Regions from separate parts of the Mus musculus genome. Here region 1 is linked to region 2. A link is a contact called in public HiChIP or PLAC-seq data. All regions are on one chromosome and are shown on one strand. The core of a region is the stretch at or near the end of the contact, and the rest is flanking DNA. Distances in the headings are between cores, read along the strand shown.

Region 1 (3,613 bases), core at 865-3,364, 1.5 Mb after region 2:
CATTCAGACACACACACATACACTCATACATATATACACACACACTGCACTGCTGGCCAAGAGGAGGCATTATTGGTAGCCATTCTTTGCTCCCTTTAAAGAACAAGCCCCATGAGTCCTGTAGATACAATGGGCTTGGAAGGACACCGACTCCAGCAGACAGCCACCTCTGCACATACCACAAGTGTGGAAGGGGGATGTTTAGTTCTAGGTCCCATCAGTCTCTGCCACAACCCTGTTCTGTGGAAAGCGTGTAAAACTAATCAATACCCTAAGAGTCATGAGTTTCTTATACTCACCAGCTGTCCACACTGATAGCCCGTTCTTACTTTCCAATATCAGAACTGCCATCCCAAGGAACAGTTGGTCCGGGGAACGACATTACCAGTGCTACCAAGTGAGCAGGTCTTCACACCTCCATTAATATAATCAGGGGGGAAACCCACAGGTAGGAAGAGGCCCATCTTTCAGGTGACTCTAGATCGGATCAAATTGGCAACTGAGATTCACCATCACATAGTCTCAAGGGACTTTGGATCTCATCAAGGCCAGGAAAGTGGGGACACAACTTAAGCCAAATCAAAACCCGGAGAAGAGCTAAATACCGCCCCCTCCCCCCCCCCCCTGCAAGCCACCCACTCAGAAGTGCGGAGAAAAGAGAGTGCTTGATAAGGCACTGCACGGTGATTGTGCTGTAACAGAATATTTCAGGCTTCAACTAGCATCCTCCAAGATCTATGTGCGCCCGTCTCCTGCCCCCACCACACTCATATGCCTCGGTCCTTTTCCCAGGACTCCAGAATGTGAGTGTCTCTAGAGAAGATCTTTAACAAGGTAACTAAACTAAAAGTCAATCAGTAGGATGCTCCTCAATCTATTATACCAAGTGCTATCATTAAAAAGTCATTCAAGACATACCCAGAGGGAGGACAGGGGGTTATTTGTAAGCCAGAGACAGGCTACGTATAAAAAGGTGACAAAGGGACTAAACAAGAGGCTCAGTGGTCAAGAAGAATCTCTGTTCTTGCAGAGTGTTAGGGTTGGGTTCCCAGGACCTGTGTCAGTCAGCTGGTAACCAACGGTTAACTTCAGTTCCAGAGGTTCTGGTGCCCTCTCCTGGCCAGTACGGGCACCTGCAGGCACATAGTGCATATACAGATGAGCAGGCATATACATACAAATAAATACAGACATTATATATATGCAAAAACAGTGACGGCAAAAGCCTTGCCAATACCTTGGTCTTGGATTTCTAGTCTGCAGAATTAGAAATGTCAGTTGCCTAAGCCACGTGGGATGTGATGCTTTATTATACACCAGCCTTAACAAACAATTAAATTCATGTGTCCACCTCTTAGCCATCCTGGGTGCTTACCTATCCAGGACCTAAAGGCAGAGGAAAGAGGGAACAGATGGTTGTGAAGTACCTGGATTGGGATTCTGCTGGCAATACACCTTACTGAACACTCAGCACAATCACACAGGACAAATTGCCTTATGGTTCACACTATGTGCAGGGGAAGAAAGGGGATTCAGAGAGACAAGGGGAGAGGCAGGTTGGAAAGGCCAGACCATTCTTCATAAGCCCCACCTTTCTAAGCCACCCTCAACTTTGGCCATTGGGCTTACACAGGGGGAAAGAATCAGAATGTAGACCAGACCGTCTGTAGGTGCCATGGAAAATATTTTCTAAGCATGCTACTTCTCAGTGGCATGGAAGTTACTGTAACAACCACGATACTGTTCCTGAACAAAAAGAACGTAAGAAAAACTGTTGGGAATTAAACTGCAGACTAAATAACCACATTCTTAACCTTTTTAAAGCCAAACAGCCTACAACGATATCAAATTCTACTCGTGTTTCTACATTTTTCCACCCAAGTTGGCTTTGTAAGTTGTTGGTTTTATCAAAATTGAGTCAGGGTGTGTTCAATACAATGTTGAATTCATTGGGGAGGTGGGGGGAGGAAAAAAAAAAAAAAGCAAAAGAAAGCCCTTGCTTCTTCAATACCGGGAGCTTACAAAGACACATAAACCATGAGGAATTCCAAGGACTTAACTCAGAAGCCGCTCTGCAAATACATGGCTTGAACAAAGGGCCAATGTTCCTTTCAGAAAAGAGTGCGGGGCTGGTTTCCGGCATTTTCTTTAAGTCATTAGGACCGTGCCAACAAACAAACATATACTGGTCCCCAGAGAAAGACTTTCATTCATCGGAGCTTACAAGAGTTTGATTATTGGGACAGGGGTGCTCCAGGGCACGTGCCTCGCCAGCCTGCCCCCAAATGTACAGATTTGCTTAAAGGGTTTTATTGATGGTGGCTACAGACAGATAGAGCCTGTGGGGGAGCTGACAGCCCCTGGACACTAACGGATTAGTGTCATCCAAACCAACACACTGTCCTATCAGAGACAGCTGAAGGCTCGGCCTTGTTCCTCAGGAATCTGTTTCTGTAAACATGCAAAAATATAGAACAGCACACTTGTGTTTAGTAGGCTTGAGATTCCCTTTACTAGGACAGTCAAAGGGTTCTGAAGATTTGGAATGAAATGTCACTGGGTGATTTTAGATGATGTAATGTTTGGATCTTTACCCGGATACATGTTTCAGCTTTTAACAAACATGAAAATGAACAGTGTCCCGAAAACACTGGGGCATTCGATGAAGGATGAAGCCCTTTCCAAACTCCAGCTATCCACACATCATCTTAGGTGGCTTTGATAACCTCTTGGCTATAGACCCTCCATCTTTATGTCAACAGTAAAAATAGCATAAATGTACAACAGCACAGAATAGCATTGTATATGGTTCATTGGAAGTGCACCAGGCATGAGTCGTGTTAACACAGTGGTTCTCAACCTTCCTAATGCTGTGACCTTTTAATACAGTTCCTCATGTCCTTATGTTGTGGTGACCCCCACCCCAACCATTTTCATTGCTACTTCACAACAGTAATTTTGCTAATGTTATGAACTGTAATGTAAATATCTAATATGTAGGTTGTCTGATATGTGACCCCTGTGGGGGTTGTAACCCATAGGTTGAGAATTGCTGTGCTATTTGAATGTAAGATACCGTCATTACTTGGGCCTTCACTGGTCTGGAGAGGTGATGAAGCCTTTAGAATATAGGCCCTAGCTAATAGATGTAGACTGTAGAAGGCAGGCCTTTAGAGTTATAGCCCAAACCTGGTTTCCGCCTGAGGTCTTAGCATCCCAGTCAGTGGCATAGGACAAGCTGTTACTATAAGTTCTTCCACCACGAACCAACCCATGCCAGTAACTGCTTTCTCCACCACCATCAGTAGGCAAAGAGATGCTAAGCTATGGTTGAAAAATCAGCATTTTGTAAGTAGAAACATGCCCGGGCAAATGTTTTTTCCTGAAGCCAGTGGGATAGGTTTCAAAGAAGTATTTGAATTGAAATGGGAGGACATAAGAGATGATAAAATTCACATGGAGTAGAGGGTGGCGAGAGTCCCCCGAGCACAAAGAAGAGGTCATCAGAAGATAGGGTTTAAGGGAATATGGGAGAAAGTGATTGATCTGTCTCCTCTGGGAAGCATGCCAATCACCACTCACACTTCTTCCAAGTACCCCAACTCCACCTCTA
Region 2 (3,764 bases), core at 294-2,793:
ATCCCAACCTGGAAATTTAGTTCTGTTACTTTTTTTAAAAAGTAGTTTTATGGATCCTCCTTTGTCTATCTGCCAAGCAGTGTGTCTAGTTGGCTGCAGGAATGGCCCCAATGATTAGCTATCCCCGTTATCTTCTGCAGATTCCAATCATACACCTGGACTTCTCTCGCTGACCTGTTAGCAGACATTTTGCCAGACGAGCGTTGAGAAAGAACTTCCAATTCTCCTGTCTCCCATCACCCAAAACGAGCTGCATCTGGGATGACTCTTTGGTTCTAAAAGTGTGATCAATGAAGCAGAATACAGCCAGGGCACTCTATCTCAGTGCCTAGATCAGACCTCTGAGCAAACCTAGTGAAAGTCCATCCAAGCTGTCTGCCTGACTGCCTTGATGTGTGGACACCAACCTAGTGTTTATGCCCTGAAGGTTTGGTTGTTAGAATGGTTTCAGTGATCTATATAATGGGGATATCAGTGATAACTCTTGAACTTTACAAGGACAGGAGCTAAATAGCATCACACGAATTACCTGGCCCATTAAAGTCCTATAAGGGAGAGGTGGTGGACACCCAGCATATCTGTCTGGCACTTCACCCACTCACTATATCTAGGGTATCTGTAGTCACCATTACAACACCTGCAACATTCGCCACCTGCAAGCCCATACTGGTAGAGATGCCATTTGCTGGACAGAGATCATGAAAAATAGCAAGGAGATGTTGAGAAACTAGGCTCTCATTTGCTGTACGAAGCTGAAGGGTCTCTTGAGTCTTATGTGATCCACTGATTAATTGGGTCTCCATATGAAAGCATGCTCATTATATTGTTCAGGAGTACACAGTCTGCTGCAGGCATCTGTTTGTGAATGCAGCATGGAGCTACAAAATTACTTGGGGTACCCGTCCTCCGCCCGCATACCTTATTCCATCTCATTTCACTCAGCCGGGAGGAATCGCTCTCCTGAGTCTTGAGGAGGAAAAACAGTAGCTCAGAGATGTTAAATGGGTGGCCAGAAGTGACAGCTAAGAATGTAGCAACATGAGCATTTAGGTCCTGTGCTACCTGACAGCAAAGCATAAATAGATTTTACTCAGGAAGAAATTCCACCTGGTGGATAGATGTCACTGCTGAATGTGTGACCAGGTTACCCATAATACCTTGTGTGATGGCCGAGACCTTGTGGGCTACTGGGTGCCACCGGGCACCTCTGAAATGCTTGGATAACCAACCTCAAATGCATTATGAGTTTACAGACCTTCGTCTGAGCATTAGAAAAGCATGCTGTCCCACACCCAAGGTACTCTGTGCTCTCATCTAAGGGAAGTCAAACAAAACTGTAAAGTATCTATGTGCCAGGATGAAGTACAAGAGCTGCTTCAAGGGTGGCATGGCCAGCCCACCCTCAAATGAGCAGAAGAGAAAAGCCCCCATCCCAGCCACCTGCTCCTAACTTCTTCCTCCTGCCTGCCAGCTCAGAGTAAGATGGGGAGATCGCCAAAGGCATTCTTAGGCTTCCGTTTTTGCTGGCACAGTGGCCAGGAAGAAACCCTGCTTGGCTGGCTGCCTTGGGCACCTGCCACCACCATCGTGTGTTTGTTTGACTGGTCATGGGGAGGAAGCAGAATGCTTCTGTTAGGCCTTGGGCATTTCAGATGCTAGAGACCAGATACTGGGACAGTCACATTCAGGGACTTTCTCTTCCCTTCCATGTGCCTCCTTCTCCCAGCTATGTGATAGGCAGATGATAGTTCTACCACTTGCTCACGTGACCCAAGGATGAAGGCAGGAGGCATGAGTGATGTACTCAGAACAGACACTGTGTTTCAGCCTTTCACTCCTAATGATGGAGCCCCCCCCCTACTTCCACCCCCACTCCTACCCAGGACACACTCAGCAATCTTATTCACATGTAGGATCTCACACAATCCCCATTTCCTTTTATTCAGGTCAGATCAGAAGGACTTCTTGGTCCTGGTGGCACACACCAGTCATTCCGATATCCAGGGAAGCTGAGGTGAAGAGACCAAGGCTCAAAACTAGCCTAGGGGACATAGTGAGACCATGTTTCCAAAACAGAATCATATCTTCTTATTCAGCTGAGGCCCTCTGATATCACTTTGTCTGCTTTTGTATAGACATTATGAGTTAGTTTTGTATCTCAGGCTGTCCTGGACTTGCTATGTGAACTTGCACTTATGCTGTACCTGTCTTTCCTTTCCAAGTGATAGGGGGTAGCCACCACATACGCTCTTCTATGGTACTTTTAGGCTTTCATTTTGTTTTGTTTTGTTTTAAAAGTGTGCTACCTAGGATTTCAGATATTCTAGGCAAGCACTCTGCCAATGAAGCTGCAACCACGGCCTTATGAATGATTGGAACACACCCAGAGTCTCATTGTAGCTCCCTTCCTGTCTCAACCAGGCAAAGAACTACTTAAGAGGTATATCTTAGACAGGAGGGTTTTATCCTTGATAGAACAACGTGGCGGTAATTAACGGTGTTGAGTGTCGACGGATGGCAAGCTTTTTACTCTGACATGGGCCTATGGCGTGAATGGCATATAGTCAATATCCCAGTTCACAGTCTGGGCAACCAAAGCTCAGTGCCTCACAAGAAGGCCCAGGGAAGGAAAGGAATGTCCGTCTCTGCCTTTAAATCCTAGCTTCTTCATTTCTGATTCTTTTGTTGAAAACAGTGTAGGAAACCTGAAATGACTCCTACACACATAGCCTGCACTCAAAGAGGCTCCGCCGGCCCATGTCTCCTGGGATCTCTCAAATCGCCCTTTGAAGCAGGACTCTATTGCCTCGGCTCACAGAGGTAGGGTGACCATCTTCAGTCTCACAGAGGTCCTACATCAAGCCGGGACTAGAGGATGAGCTCCAACCTTTTGGTCTCTCTCTGTGGGGTTTCCTATTCTGCCATCTGCCTCGTTCTGAGGACTTGATGTAGCAGGACAGGCTGTGGAGGGAAAGGAGCACCCACCCACTTGGGCTGGGTGGGCACGGGGAGCTGGCTGCCCTCTGCAGTTCAGTTCTAAGGTCTTGGAAGCTCCGTGGCCAACTTCTTTCCTATAGCCTCCTCCAGCTCTGGCTAGAACCTGGGGCTGCTGGACAGAGAAAGTCCTGGCATATCCTCTGCACACGTCCTTCATTTGCACAACATGAAGGTGCTCTGGCTCTATGCATGGTCCTGTCTCTGTACCAAGGAAGGGCTGATATGATTGCAGTTGGATCCAGATACTCCTTGCTTGTGCTCTACAGCTGGCTTCTTGTCTTCCTCTGACTGTCCCCCTCTCTGCTCTTCTTCATTTATTCCTTGAGCTCTCTAATAGCTATATGTTCTGACCCTTCATTACAAGCTATTGTATGGTTCTCTTAATCCCACCAATGTAGTTCCCATCCCAAAGAAGAAATGGAATACTACAGAGCCAGAGGCCAGGTTATCATTTTGTGCTTTTTTGTTTGTTTGTTTTAAGATTTATTTTTAACTACATGAAATGTTTTGCCTACATGTATGTATGTGTACTGTGTGCATGCCTAGTGCTCACAGAGGTCAGAGGAGAATGGTGGGTCTCCTGGAACTGGAGTTATACATGTTAGCGAGCCGCCAATGGAGGTGCCAGAACCGGAACCCTAGTCCTGCAAGACAAGCATGTGTTTTTACTTGCTGAGCCATCTTTCTAGCCCCCATAATTCGGAAAAGAGTCAGCTCTAAGTGACTTGAATCTGGGTTCTAATGTAGTAGTCCTATACCATCTGTTT

The links. HiChIP or PLAC-seq counts read pairs in DNA pulled down with a chosen protein or histone mark.
Region 1: an H3K27ac HiChIP or PLAC-seq map of oligodendrocyte precursor cells shows a contact between it and region 2, with 29 times the contacts expected there. The contact joins two enhancer-like sites. A contact is called at or near these places in 1 of 484 Hi-C or Micro-C datasets (bone marrow-derived macrophages) and 3 of 115 datasets of contacts at active chromatin or transcription factors (embryonic stem cells, oligodendrocyte precursor cells and stem cell-derived neural progenitor cells).

What each region holds. Positions count from the first base shown.
Region 1 is chr15:63,673,502-63,677,114 of GRCm38.p6, forward strand. No RefSeq gene overlaps it. Among named protein-coding and RNA genes, the nearest start is that of 4930449C09Rik, 43 kb to the right of the region's middle. Within about 2 kb of position 2,115, at least 21 of the 459 cell types and tissues checked have an H3K27ac peak or open chromatin away from gene starts, as enhancers often do. A contact at or near this core is called in oligodendrocyte precursor cells, where this site is marked.
Region 2 is chr15:62,205,123-62,208,886 of GRCm38.p6, forward strand. The region is part of intron 2 of Pvt1 (Pvt1 oncogene); the gene reads left to right. Among named protein-coding and RNA genes, the nearest start is that of Pvt1, 170 kb to the left of the region's middle. Within about 2 kb of position 1,544, at least 23 of the 459 cell types and tissues checked have an H3K27ac peak or open chromatin away from gene starts, as enhancers often do. A contact at or near this core is called in oligodendrocyte precursor cells, where this site is marked.